Linked DNA regions of Oryzias latipes: region 2 is linked to region 1. Evidence: chromatin contacts called from public Hi-C data. All regions are on one chromosome and are shown on one strand. The core of a region is the stretch at or near the end of the contact, and the rest is flanking DNA. Distances in the headings are between cores, read along the strand shown.

The links. A called contact is a pair of places that touch in the nucleus more often than the background predicts.
Region 2: a contact with region 1 is called in a Hi-C map of embryo, with 1.9 times the contacts expected there. The contact joins two enhancer-like sites. A contact is called at or near these places in 2 of 5 Hi-C or Micro-C datasets (embryo and gastrula embryo).

What each region holds. Positions count from the first base shown.
Region 1 is chr6:10,760,227-10,767,197 of ASM223467v1, forward strand. No RefSeq gene overlaps it. Among protein-coding and RNA genes, the nearest start is that of cdkn1c, 59 kb to the left of the region's middle. Within about 2 kb of position 3,130, at least 2 of the 8 cell types and tissues checked have an H3K27ac peak or open chromatin away from gene starts, as enhancers often do. A contact at or near this core is called in embryo and gastrula embryo, where this site is marked.
Region 2 is chr6:10,812,243-10,819,213 of ASM223467v1, forward strand. No RefSeq gene overlaps it. Among protein-coding and RNA genes, the nearest start is that of LOC101173859, 54 kb to the right of the region's middle. Within about 2 kb of position 3,984, at least 6 of the 8 cell types and tissues checked have an H3K27ac peak or open chromatin away from gene starts, as enhancers often do. A contact at or near this core is called in embryo and gastrula embryo, where this site is marked.

The DNA.
Region 1 (6,971 bases), core at 1,880-4,379:
GATTGTTAGCAGGAACTAGCAGAAGAGATCACATCACTCCTGTGTTAGTTTCACTTCACTGGCTCCCAGTTGATTCTAGAATCAAGATCCTCCTGTTAACCTATAAGGCCTTACATGGACTGGCCCCATCCTACATTAAGAACCTCATAGTGCCTTACCACCCAAACAGAACACTTCGCTCACAAAATGCAGGACTGCTTGTGGTTCCAAGAATTTGTAAAAGTACAGTTGGAGGTAGAGAGTTTAGCCACCAAGCCCCTATTTTATGGAACTCCCAACTCACAGTTTCTACATTCAAAGTTAGACTAAAAACATTCCTCTTTGGACAGGCTTATTATCAGACTAGCTAGTATTCAGAGATTATTTAACCTAATGTTAATTGTGTTTAAATTAAACTTGATAACAATAACAATTAGTTGTCAGTAGGCTGCTAGTAATTTTGAAGCTGGGGTAGCTATGGTGCACTGGGGTTCTGTCCTCTGTTCTCATCAACTTCTACCCTCCTTCTCTCCTCTATTCTTGATTATTATTCATCATTTAGTTCCCTCTGTTTGGTGCAGTGCGATTCATGTACTCTCCCTATTTCCCACTCACCCGGAGGGGAGTGGGAGTGCTTCCAGATTCCAGTTCGCTCATCCGTGCTCCTGTACCTGGCCGTGTACCTCGTCTCTGGCTCGCCTCTACTACTGCTCCCACACCTGGCTGTGGATCCTGTCTCCGGCTCGACTCGCGCTCCCGACTGTCCCCCCACCTCCATCTGGATGAAGCTTGTCTTCTGGACTTTAAATATGTAGTTGTAGAGTTAGATAAGTTCATTCTTTTCTATGAGTTCTGGTCTGCCTGGGGGAGGATCCCTCCTTCATGTGGACACCCCTGAGGTTTCTTTGTTTTTTCCGGAATCTGTTTTTTTAGGAGTTTTTTCCTTACCGCGAAGGAGGGTCTAAGGGCAGGGATGTCCAGTTTGGCTTAGTCTGTTTGTTAGTTCAATTTAGTATTTTCCTATTGAATTCTATATTCATGATCCTTTTGATTTTCTGTTTTACTTTTTCAGAAAACCGATAAGAAGCCCATCGAGACGACTGTTGTTGTGAATTTGGGCTATACAAATAAAATGGAATAGAATTGAAATTGAATTTAATGTAGAATTTTATTTTATTTTATCTGGTTCCTTAACCTTTTAACATTTTAGCTGTCGCTGGCCACATCTAAATACCACACGCTCTTTAAAATACCATTTTCACCATCAACGTGAATCAGCTGATTCTGAACGTAACGATGCAAAGCTGCTTTTCTCCACTTCAGAATTCGCTGGATTTACGTTAATTGCTTAAATGATTTAAGAGTTACAGTAGTTGAAAGCACGTCAACACTGTAGCTGTGGTATTAAAGGGTTAAATATGCCATCTGAGCATAAAAATCATCCAACAAAATGAAAATTTAAAGGTTACTGAAGTGGAAGTCACAGTCCTCCCCTGGGAAAGGTGACACACCCAGGAAGATGAAGATCTTAATTAGTCTGCACTGGTGACAAAGCCCATCAGCCTCTGGTTACAATCACCTGGGAACCTCCAACACAACGACACTCACACTGAAATAACACCACAAGATTACAGGGAAGGGGCTTAAAGTGTCACAAACACCTCTGAGCTATACGAAAACCTTCCAGTTAAGCAACATTACAAAGGTCATGCTAAAAATGATGCCGTGTGTGCTCATGGGTAAACTTTTATGAACATTTATAAAAATGTAGCTCATTTTGATGTAATTTAAATCTTTAATTATCATTTTCAGAGTAAATTTTGTGATGTGATGTTTTTATAAGCTCCTAAAAACCTTAGACAGAGATGTCGTCCATTCACCCTTGTGCTATCCTAGGCACTTTAACATTGGGAGTTGGGTCATCTAGACCCACTAGACAGTGCGCTGAACCTTTTTTCTTCAATGATTTGTGATCTTCACTGGTGTCCATGGATTACATGAAACCTTTCCACCTTTATCCACCTTTGTCATGGTAGGGAGAACACGTCAATAAAAGGGTGGGGTCATCTAAGATAGCACAAGGCTTAAAGAATGACATTAAAACAGACAAAAAAACCTGCAACCCTTCCTTGGCTGTCCCTAAATAACCTTAGATGTTTCTACAAAAAAGACACAGAAAAAGCCATTAAAAACACAAATAGACACAACAGGAGACATTTGAATCAGCTGTGATCCAACAGTGTAAATTGTATCATGACAGCAAAGTCTTAATGCCCTAGTCATAACTGCTTGTACGTGTGGATATGGGCTGTCTCCTGGTGAAAAATGGGCAAACCTGTATGGCTTGCGTAAAATCTTTAGATTGTAGACTAATCGATGAGCCTGCACAGAGAAATTGTGCATGCACATTGTCTTTGTACGGGCATGCTGCGTGCGACAGGTCTTAGTCACCCATTCACACACTGATAGCAATACACATCTGATTTAGCTTAAATAATTAACTATTAACTGTTTTAAAGTCATTAAATACTGTATAACTATCTGAGGGTAGTGGAGTCTAAGGTGCAACTTGAAAGCTTTTTATTCTCACTACTTTGCCATTTTCTTTGAACTTTGTTCTGAACTTACTTAGATATAAATATTCAAAACCTTGGGCAGATGTATAAAAATCAATGTCTGTTCCCACAATTGTTTTATTCAAATGCAGAGAAACTTGACTGTAACCAATTTTAATGGGGAGGAGTAAACTTGATCTAATTTCCCCCGCACTGCTTTAGGGAATTCTTCTCCAGTAATGATTGTCAATAGAACACTCAAAATAGTTCACTGGTTAAAAGTGACAGTTCAAGAAATCAGACGACGGTTCACTTTTATCCTTTTACTCTTTTTTTCTTTTCTTTTTTGCCACATCTGACACTTGACTCTGCACTTCTTACATCTGTTGCTCTGCAGCTGTACATTGCATCTGTGTCGAAACAATGCCTCTAAAGTAAACGTCTAGGTGAAGTTAGAGGACAATCAACCCTGTGTTTTCTTTCCTGGAGCTTTATGAGTGAATCATGCAGCATCCAGACGTCTAGACATGCCTCTGTTGGTCTGCAGCCCCACATGGCCTTAAGGCAAATGGCCGACACAGACACCCACTATCAACACTGGAAAGGTGCGGGGGTGGGGGGTTTCTAACTTGATCCAATCATCTTACATGTCGTTTGGACTGAGTATAAATCCAACTGAGAGGTCAACCGATCAAGGGTTAGAATGGGGGTTTTGTGTGTGCGTGTATGTCTGCCTCCTGCAGGTGTGTGAGTGGAGGATTAAAGGCTAGTTGTGGGACTTAGAGGCTGGTACTTTTAGAAAAACTTAGTCAAACGAGTATTCTTTAAATTCACTTCCTAAACCTTTAAAAAAAAGTCATTTTTTTATTGTTTAGCAATAAAGCAACTTTAGAAAACTTTATTTTATTAAAAACATAGGGGATTGAATGTTTTAAATCTGTTTTAAGGTTTCAGTGTAGTTAAAAAAAACAGATTGCTTTAGGATGGAGCATTAACTATCGTACTTAAAAGCACAAATTCCTAAATAAGAACACTTGAAATGTGAAAAGAAAAGAAAACTGTGAACATAAAAAACAAAAAAACATTTAAAGACCGAAATACGCATGACTTTTCTCAAGTGACTCACTTTTTAATGATTTATTTGTATTTTTTACATATTTTCCGCACTGTAGGGTGCACCAGATTATAAGGCGCACCGTCAATAAATGGTCGTTTTTCGTAATTGTGTCGCATATAAAGAGCATCGAACTATTAAGGAAGACAAAAGAGTCAGAGAAAAGTCTGTCTTTCAGTGAGACTTCACTCACAGTAAATATAGAACTTATTTGTAACACGCTACACGTTAGCCACGTTAGAAGTGTTAGTCACATTAGTGTATTTACAATACCTGGAATCCCCAACCTTGTTTGCACCATGTAAAAAACAGAGTGATACAGCTAAAATAAATGTTACTGTGACTACGCTATTCTAATGTTGATTTTCTCTCTGTAAAAAACCCCCACATAAGATTATTGCTGTTTTAACATAACAATGAATTGTTCTTGTCCCTTTTTAAAAAAATAAAAATGTTTTCTCACCCCTTTTGTAATTACTCACTTTAAAGGCATTTGTTTTTAGTTAAATAGCAATTTATAGATTTCTTTTTAACATAATAATGCATTCATTTTAGTCATTTAGGTAATTTTAACAGGAAAAAAGTGATTTAATGGTCCTTCAAGTTCTAATTAAAGTTGATCCTTTCCATTACATTTATGAAATGATGTAATGTCTGTGTTAGCTGAAAACATTTGTCACAGCTGTGCAGAATGACTGTGCGCTCTCAGGAGAAGTCTCAAAGTCTTCCTGATAAGAAAAAAAACAATCCTTCATCAAATAAATCAAACATTAAATCAGTCTAATCCAATAACTCCATGAACTCAATAATAATGAAGCTAAATTTACTGCTTATTCATCATGTTGAACATGTGGGTAAAACAAAAAAAACACATGCACGGTTTCAGCTGGGTATTTGTCATCACTTATTCATCTTCCACGCCAAAGCTCAGCCGGGGAATTTCCTGGCACATCATGTCCCAATGAAGCATCATGCTTGACTGGTATATATCTATTTTTTATGGATTCATGATGACTAATACTAAACCTTTCATCCTGTTCGCCTTTAAATTACCTAACGGTGATTGTTGTAAATGATGGGAACTCTCAGACTTTTCTCAGTCTCATTGTTGACAGAGTAGCCACAGCTGCATGCATCCTTCTTTGACCATGTTTTACACCAGGGCGTGCTGGTCTGCGGCTCACGAGGTAAAAAAAAAGAAGCAAAAACTGCTAACTTATTGGAAAATCCCTGACTTTAAATATGTTTCTTCATGATTGTGTTATGCTTCTTTGTTTAATCTGGCTTTTTTGTCAGTCTCAATTTATGACTAAGTCACATGCACCGGTACAAGGGGTTGACCGTACGGGTATTGCCGGTTTTGGGTTGTAGGCAGGTGTGGCTGGATCTTGAAGGGAGCGCAGGTGTGTCTTGCAGTTCCCTTGAGGCTTGTGGGGCCACAATGCATAAGGAACGTCATGAAACTGGAATGTACAGTGTCTTGTGTGTCTAGTAAGTGTATCGTAAAGTATTTGTAAAGGTATTGTAAGTTACACTCATGATGCATTGGTGATGATGTTGTACAACACTATACTCTAGTCAGTATAGTGAGATGCGTGCACATGCTGCACACATGGGGTGTGCAGGTGATATGTAAGGATGCCCACACAAATCGGATCATCTAATTTCCTCATTTCTAACAGTTCTGCACCAGAACACGCACTTATTACTTTAACAGCACTAACAGCCAGTGCACACTGCACAGCACACAAAAAAATGCAAAATCCCTACAATGTGCCCTCGTCTCACCTCATTCTTCCCCTATGTGTTGTATCAGTGTTCGCTACTGCCTGTCACCCGCAACATCCCCATAGAAAGATGTTCGTAACTGTTTTTGCTCTACAGGCTCAATGAATAGTCTACGAGTTTAAAATTCGGTGTGGCCAACCTGCGTGGCGTGCCCAGGTTTACCCATGTTTTTCCCACAGACTACCTGTATCCACCCAGAGGCAGTTCTCTCTAAGGCCTTATCTTACTTGGTTTACGTTTATATGGACTTGTTTTCTTACTAAATTTAAGCAGCTATAGGGGTTTTTACACCTATCAATGCTATCATAAAACATATTTCCAATCACAGTGCATGCAGTGCAATTCATGCCTTGTCCCTCCTTTCCACTCCCCTCCTGGGCAGTGGGAGTGATTCCAGTTTCCGGTTGGCTCATCTGTGCTCCTGTACCTGACCGTGTACCTCGTCTCTGACTCGTCTCTGCTCCTGCTCCTACACTTGGTCGTGGACCTTGCCTCTGGCTCGTCTTACGCCCCCTGCCGTCCCCCAACTCATCTGGATGAAGCTCATCTGGACGATTTAAACACGTAGTTGTAGAGTTAAATAAGCTAATTCTTCTCCAAGAGTTCTGGTGCATCGCCTGTCCCTCCTAGGAAGAGGATCTCTTCTTCATGTCTCCTTTTTTCACATTTGTTTTTTGGGAGTTTTTCCTTTCCGCGAAGGAGGGTCTAAGGGCAGAGATGCCCAGTTTAGCCTAGTCTGTTAAGTTTAGCTTAGTCATTACCTGTTGAATTTTATGACTTCATGTTCTTTATGATTTCACGTTTATTATACAAATTACCAGGATGAAGCCCATTAAGATGACTATTGATGTAAAATTGGGCTATAGGAATAAAATTGAAATGAACTGACAAAAAGACCTTTAAAACACAAAACGCTCAACAGTACAGTGTTTTATTTAACCCTTGTGCTATCTTAGATGACCCCACCCTTTCATTGACGTGTTATCCCTACCATGACAATGGACTTTAGTCCAGATGACAGCCCCTAAACCTACTACAATAAATGCCATTGAAGAAAAATGTAAACATCTACCAGTCTATCTTTCTTAATTTTGTTACAAACTTTTTTCATCTTAAATTATGTCTGCATTTGCAACAAGCTGCTAACAAAAAAAGCTAAACACAAATAAACAGTTTCATTTCCTTGTCTGATCACATGCTGCATGCAGTGCATTGAGTCAGTGGAAATCCAGATAAACTGCCTTTTCTGCCAATGTATTTCAGAGGCAAAAGCAAATGACCAAGGCTGAGAATTCCGGCTAATGCGTATCGAAATAGCAAGAGGTGTGGACAGGCACTGACTTCTGAAAGCCAGTAAAAAGTGAACATGAATACAAATTGTGACCTAAGGAAAACTCAGTTATCTTCGAAAAAAGATGTCGGGACTTGTGCTTAAGTTTAAAAATCTACTTTTGAGCAAAACTGTTCTGCCTCCATGGAGAGCTTGGAAAGGGAGACTTCATGGTCTCCAAAAATAAATACAATTAACCTCTTTT
Region 2 (6,971 bases), core at 2,734-5,233, 53 kb after region 1:
AATAGAGCCATCAGGCTTAGGTATAGTCAATACAATAATTAAGTATTGCATTGAACATGTTGTCTCTTGTTTTTGAGGATAATGTAAAAGGCTGGATACCGAAAAATAATGGGTTGAAAAATAGTCTCAATCAAAAATTTCCACTTTTACATTTGTGCAATCAAAGAATTATTTTACCACCAGTCAACCATGAATTAATTTCATTTATGCTTTTTTTTTTACGTGTGGCAAATAGATTTAGTTTAACAGGTGTGAAATTGAAAAAGATAATGCAGATTTCCATCGGTCAGTAATCAACAGCTTCACACCCATTTATTCTGCGCTTGTTGTAGTACCTCTTTTTATAAACTTCTTTCCAAATACTTAAAAAACCCTTTTTTGTTGCATTAGTGCAGACATTTTAAATTATGTTCATATTTTACTTGGCTGCATTTAAAATCAGATTTGTTCTTAGCATCTTAAGATGGCTAATTTATCATTATGTTGGTCAAATTTGACATTTTAAACATTTGATTGACAAAAGAGTTAGACATTAGAATAAAAGATGTGTTTGTAAGATTTTGTTTTAGTCATCTTGTAACTGCACCAGAAGGTCTGAATGAAGAAAGCTGGAGCTTGTTTGAGGGCCATGACTAGTCTGGATGTGTAGGCATCACAATCCTGCCCTTTGACCTCCATGACATCATATGAGAGGCTGTTGTGCGTCTTTTGTGCACCACCAGGGTCAAGATTATTCAGTGGACAAGTAAAGAGTTAGTGTCTGACAATAATGTGTTTGCTGAGAGGCTCCGCTTCCTGCTTGAATCTGTGGTCAAAGTTTCTGGCTTTGTCTGGGACAGTGAGTGGGGGAAACAAATAAATGCCTTTTTTGAACATTCTGGCATGTGTGTGTGTGTGTGTGTGTGTATAATTCGCTCACAAACCCACACAGACCTATGCAAAATAGGATTAAAATGCAACAGTTCTTCAGCCGTTGTCATGTCAGAATGATATCAGACAGTAAGGGCATTTATATGATCCTGATTACATTTTATTTCAGATTACTCAAACATCTCGAAAAAAGTCCTCTAAGTCAAATAATTGATACAAAAAAATAATTTTATTGCAATTACGATGTATTTTAAGCACAAATTATCCTCAAAAATGCATTGTCATTATTTAAAAGAGCTAAAGATCCATTAGGATAGTCTGCCTTTTACACCTGAGAGAATCTTCTCCAGAACAGAGCAGAGCAATACTGACAGAAGAATCCAGATCACATCCTCAAAGATGAGACACAGGTTTTCTAAATGTCAACCTTCACTGTGATTAAAGTATTTTTTTTGTTTATTTAGATTTTTTTACACATTTTAATTTGGATTTTGTATTGTGGTTGCAATGTTTTTGTTGCATCACTTCAAATTTGTTTTAAAAGGAAAAAGCTAAAGTTCTATACAACAGCTGTTAAATTGTAATAGTAGTTGTTGTTTTTATTATTTATTTTGAATGTTTTATCTTTATAATATGCACCTTTAAAATATAACACGCATGTTTGGTTTGTTGTGCTGGGACACTCAATTCCTTCACAGTCAAGAAGGCATATTTTTATGGAAGTTGGAGGTTGGTTCGTTTGCAAAATGACAAGAAAAACAATAAAGGATTCTTACACTTTTCTAAAGTGTGAAGTTAAAACCTGATACGATGGAAGAAGTGAAACATGCAGCAAAAAGTGAGTATGAAGATGCACAAGCTGAAATTAGTAGAGGAGAAGAAGAAAATGTGAAAACAAGGTGCATTTTTTGCATTTATCAATTTCTTTAGAACAATAATCAATTAAAAAATTTTTTCCACAAAGCAACATCTACATTTTTATTTACAGTCAAGTTTATTCTGGACTGCATTTAACTGCATTAGGGGTGTGACATTTCATTTTAACAAGGATTCACATCATAATTTGTGCTGAGGGAATGTTATTAGAACATTCTGTGTGATCACATGTCTTTGCTAAATTCAAAGTGTTTCCACACATTGGACTGGAATGATGGACTGATCATGTTTTTGCTGTCATCACAATTGGGTTGTCCGCTTTGATGTCACTTGGTTGTTTTTAACTGTAGAGTAAAGTACACCAACTTGTCTCAATCCGGATGATATTTTCCAGCATCGGTTATAATCAGTTTATTTCATTTTGTAATGATTTTATAATGGGACAGTTCAATTTGATTCAACTAACAAAATGCCTGAGCATAATGAAGATTGACACGCTTGTTAATCCAGTTTATGACTAATTACACTTCCGTATCAGAGCTACAAAAGATTATATTACTTTTCTATTGTGTTATTCTTCTATTTCATTATTTGTGTTTTTTATTAAAAAAACACTAAACAATTTCAAACATTTTTCACATACAAAAAAATAACCATTTCTCTGAAATATACTGTTCACAAATGTGTCTAAATCTGTGATAGTGATTGGTTTTAAATGGCCTCGTTTCAGAGTGGCCTTTTATTATGGCCAGTCTAAGGCACACCTGTGCAATGATCATGCTGTCTACTCAGCATCTTGATATGGCACACCTGTGAGGTGGGCTGGATTATGTTAGCAAAGGAGAAGTGCTCACTAATGCAGATTTAGACAGATATTTGAGAAAAACTGTTATTTTGTGTTTATAGAAAATGTTTCAGATGTTTGGGTTTATCTCATGAGAGCAAAAACAAAAGTCGTCATTATAATTTCTTTAGTTTTAGTCTTTTTAGTCTTTTTAAAGACCCATGTTAATGAAAATTGAGTTCTTGGTGTTTTTAACATAATTCTGAGGCATTTTTCTCATGATGGTAGACAAATTTAAAGAACACTTGGCTAAAAATTGCATTTCTGACTATTTCTTTCTTGAAATCGTTGTGAATCAGGACCAGATGTAAAAATGCTGTTTGGAGAAGAGCGTATGTGTGACATAAAGAACACACCGGGTGGGCCACAAACTCCCTGCTCTGAGCTCTCAGTACCGGAAAGATAAAGGTCAGCTGGGTTGCTCTGCGCCAACGCTTCCACCCACAACTCAGAGGCAAATTTCTAATGAATTACTCCCACTTTGCAGAACTTATGTCCTAGAAAAAAACATGTTTTATGATTTGGGCTAAAAACCTCATAATCATTATTTAAAGACCATGGGATCACTTTTACAAAAGATCAAAAGATGATGGGAATGGGACTTTGCAAGGTGAGCATGTGTGTGCAGTTTCCCGTTCTGCCAACTTCCTGCTTGTTCTGTTTCTGCTGCAGATGACTATTTTCTCAGTAATCTCTTTACATCTGAAATGTTTGTTTTTGAATAAAAGTCAGATGAAAGTATCTTCTAAACTATAAATGTTATGTTATGCATAGTTCTTCAATTTACCTAAATCCTAGTGGCCTAACCTCATTAGGCAGTATCTTTGTCTTGTTCCAGCTGCTTCTAAAAAGGATTTTAAAATCCTTCATGTTTTTTAAACTGAAAACAAAAGCAGTATGGAAATAAAAAAATAAAAAAACAAGTCCTGAAAATGAAAAATTGGTTGGGATTATTTCTTTGCCTCTGTTTGTCACAAACACACGTGCACATTTGTATGCATAAGCAGTATTTCAGAGCAGAGGCACGAGGAGGTCTCAGTGGTTTCTCCCGGCCCCTTGAGTCAACAGGGCCAAGAGGTCAAAGGCCAGAAAAGATAGAATGCTCAGGGAAAGAAAAGGAGGGAGGGGTATTGAGTGGGGGAGTGCTGTACCGTGATGGGGGAGGAGGACACGTAAACAATTGGGTAGAACTTGGCGGGAAACCCAAGAATGACCAGGAAGGCCTCCTCTCTCAGTCAGAGTGTGAGTCAGAAGGGCTGTTCCTCTCAGCCCGGTGACCTGAGTCACGCTCAGATGCCCACACACAACTGAGCAGCTAAGGCACGCACAGACGCACACATACCCACACTGTCACATGCACAAATCCCACACATGTACCTTAACTCCCCTCCTGCCAAACAATGGCCGCGCCCATTGTGGTTTCATCCCATTCCTCCCTTTGCCCTCCCCCCTGACAACACTTGTGGAGGTGATGTCATCTTTCCATTCCCCTAATGGCATTGCTGTGGTCCAGTGACTCAACAGTTTGTGTGTGTGTGTGTGTGTTGTATTGTAAAGTTGACAGATGAGGTCAAGGTACTTGTTCTTAGGCTGAGGTCACCGACTGTCAATGACTGATCCTTCTTACAGCATCTTAACAAAATAGCTCTTTGAATGGGGAGGTGGAAAAAAACCAAATGGGACATTGAGTGTGTTTTAGTGTGTAAATGTATGTAACTGTAAATGATGTCAGGGCATGAAGCTGTGACACACTCATGTTATGGGGCCTCAGCAAACCCTCCATAAAATAAATCATGACAAAAATTGTGATGCTTAACCCAAAGCGACCCAATAGCGCTTACATTTTTAGTGTCTGAGATTGGAAGAGCTCCAAAAAAGTTCTAACAGCAAAAAGAAGTTTCTCATTAGCTTTTTTTTTCTTGACAAAAAGTCATTTTAAAGCTAATAAATTGTTTTTAGAGCAAACCATGAGGAAATCACGAGGAAATAAATAGAACGTAGAAAAAATGGTTTTAGGGTGACGAGTGTGTTTGGGTACAAGATAAGGATAGCAGAAGAGTAGGAGAAAGGGATGGTTACAAGATTGCGCAAAAGGTTTAGCTAAAATATGGATGAATGGAATGAGAGATAAATGATTGGCGTCTGTGTGGACAATAGAAAAGAATAGATCCATTGATTCAGTTCCATTCAAACTTCCTTTATCAGTCCCCACGGGTGGGATCAGAATGAAATGCAGAGGAAGTATGTCCATAAGGAGAGCATGTGAGTAGGAGGAAGGAATGACAGGATGGATAAGGAGGGATCATCAGAGCAGATGATGGGAGGTGGGTGGGGTTGAGGGTATGAAGAGAAACAGCGCCAGATGATTTATCTGTGTTTAAATAGGGTTTAAATATATTTGTCAGGTGTTTGTAGATCACCTGTCATGAGGTGATTACAGGTTGTTGCCGAGTGATGACAGATGGCTGTCAGGTGGCTGAGGCGTGGTCATGCTCTTAAAAATGTAGTTTACTACATAGCTTCACCTTTGACATGGTCAAAGTGGATTTGACCATGTCTCATGGATTTTGAAGGTGTGCGTGTGTTGACTTTAGTGCCATGACATTAAGCCTGTTTCTTCACATGCTTGCTGAAACACTCGTAGGCCTTTAATTATAGACACACCCAGCATTTACTTTGCTAAGTGCTCAGAGAAATCCAATGCAATCCCCTATGACTTACTATAAACTAAGAAATTTTCACAATATAAGTATAATAGTATGCAAAATCCACACTCACATTTTCATAGCTACTACGGCTCCCCACAGTTTTTGAAAGGAGCAGGATGTAAACAGATCGCCAATACCTCCACTTTAGTCAGATAATTGCAGCCCAAGGCCAAATCAAACATCCTCTGGACTCTGGCCTGGGAAATGAACTCACTGCTAAACCCATGACATGGCCTGATGGACATGAAAGCCCTCATAGAGCGGGCGGTTCTGCGAACGGGCCAAGGGAGAGTGGCATCAGGCCCATGCGGATGTGGCAGGAGGCTGTGATGTCAGCGGGCTCTCAGGGAAACTTGGCCAGGCTTTGTGGCAGCCGCAGATCACGCGTCCTGCTCAGTGCCAATGCAGGTGCACATCGTGCACAAAATGAGATGCAAGAAGCTTGGAAAGATGTGTGGCATGTTTCCTACGTGTACAAATTCAGGAGAGTTCAGTTTGGCTTTAGAGCTAATTATTTCACTGAGACTGCTACCTGCTTTTTCACTGAAAATAACAGGATTTTGCTGGAGGGGGGCTGTTGGTGCCATTTTTCTGGATCTCAAGAAGGCTTTTGACACTGTTAATCGCAAAATCTTACCGTCAAAATTATGCAATTTTAACTTTTCTTCTGATGCACTGCAATGGATTGAGTCTTATTTCACTGACCGCTCCCAACATGTCAAAGTCTAGTCATTTAAGTCTGCAGCTCTCAGTCTGCCAAATGGTCTTCCTCAAGGCTCAGTTTTGGTACCTTTGTGTTTTTTACTTTACTTTAATGACCTTCCATCTTGTCCTTGTGCTATCTTAGATGACCCCACCCTTACATTGACTTGTTCTCCCTACCATGACAAAGGTGGATAAAGGTGGAAAGATTTCATGTAATCCATGGACACCAGTGAAGATCACAAATCATTGAGGAAAAAAGGTGCAGCTCACTGTCTAGTGGGTCTAGATGACCCAACTCCCAATGCTAAAGTGCCTAGGATAACACAAGGGTTAAACTGATGACACTGTGGTCTATGTTCACGGCAGTAGTTCCTCTCAGGTGGCTGAGAAGCTCACCAATGCTATGGTTAAAATCACGGCTTGGTTGAAGTACTCTTGCATGCAGTTAAACACATCCAAAACAGTTACAATGTTTTTCACCAAGTCCAATAATAATTTCACTGCTGAACCAGATGTTTTTGTTTCAGGAGAAAGGCTGCAGATTGTGTCAGAACACAACTATCTGGGTTTTATGATGGATTCAAAGCTGTCTTTCAAATCACATATCTAAATGGGGCTGCAATAGAATCAAATTAAACCTCAGTAATGTTAGACACATTCACCATCAGATGTCCACACAGTCAGTAAAAATGTACATGCACACCATGATTTTCTCACATATCACTTACTGTTTACCTGTCTGGTCACAGGGTTGCAATACATCTTTAAAACATCTGCAAACATCATACAAACAAACTTTGGATAAGAAAACATGGATTACTGAGTTGGAAAAAACGTGGTCAAATGTTCAAATCTCTGTCTCATGTACAAAATCATTCATGGCTTATCATCCCCTCCTCTTCACCAGTTTAACATCCAGACAGCAGATCACAACAGAACTCAGAGTGCAGTCAGATGAGACTGTATCA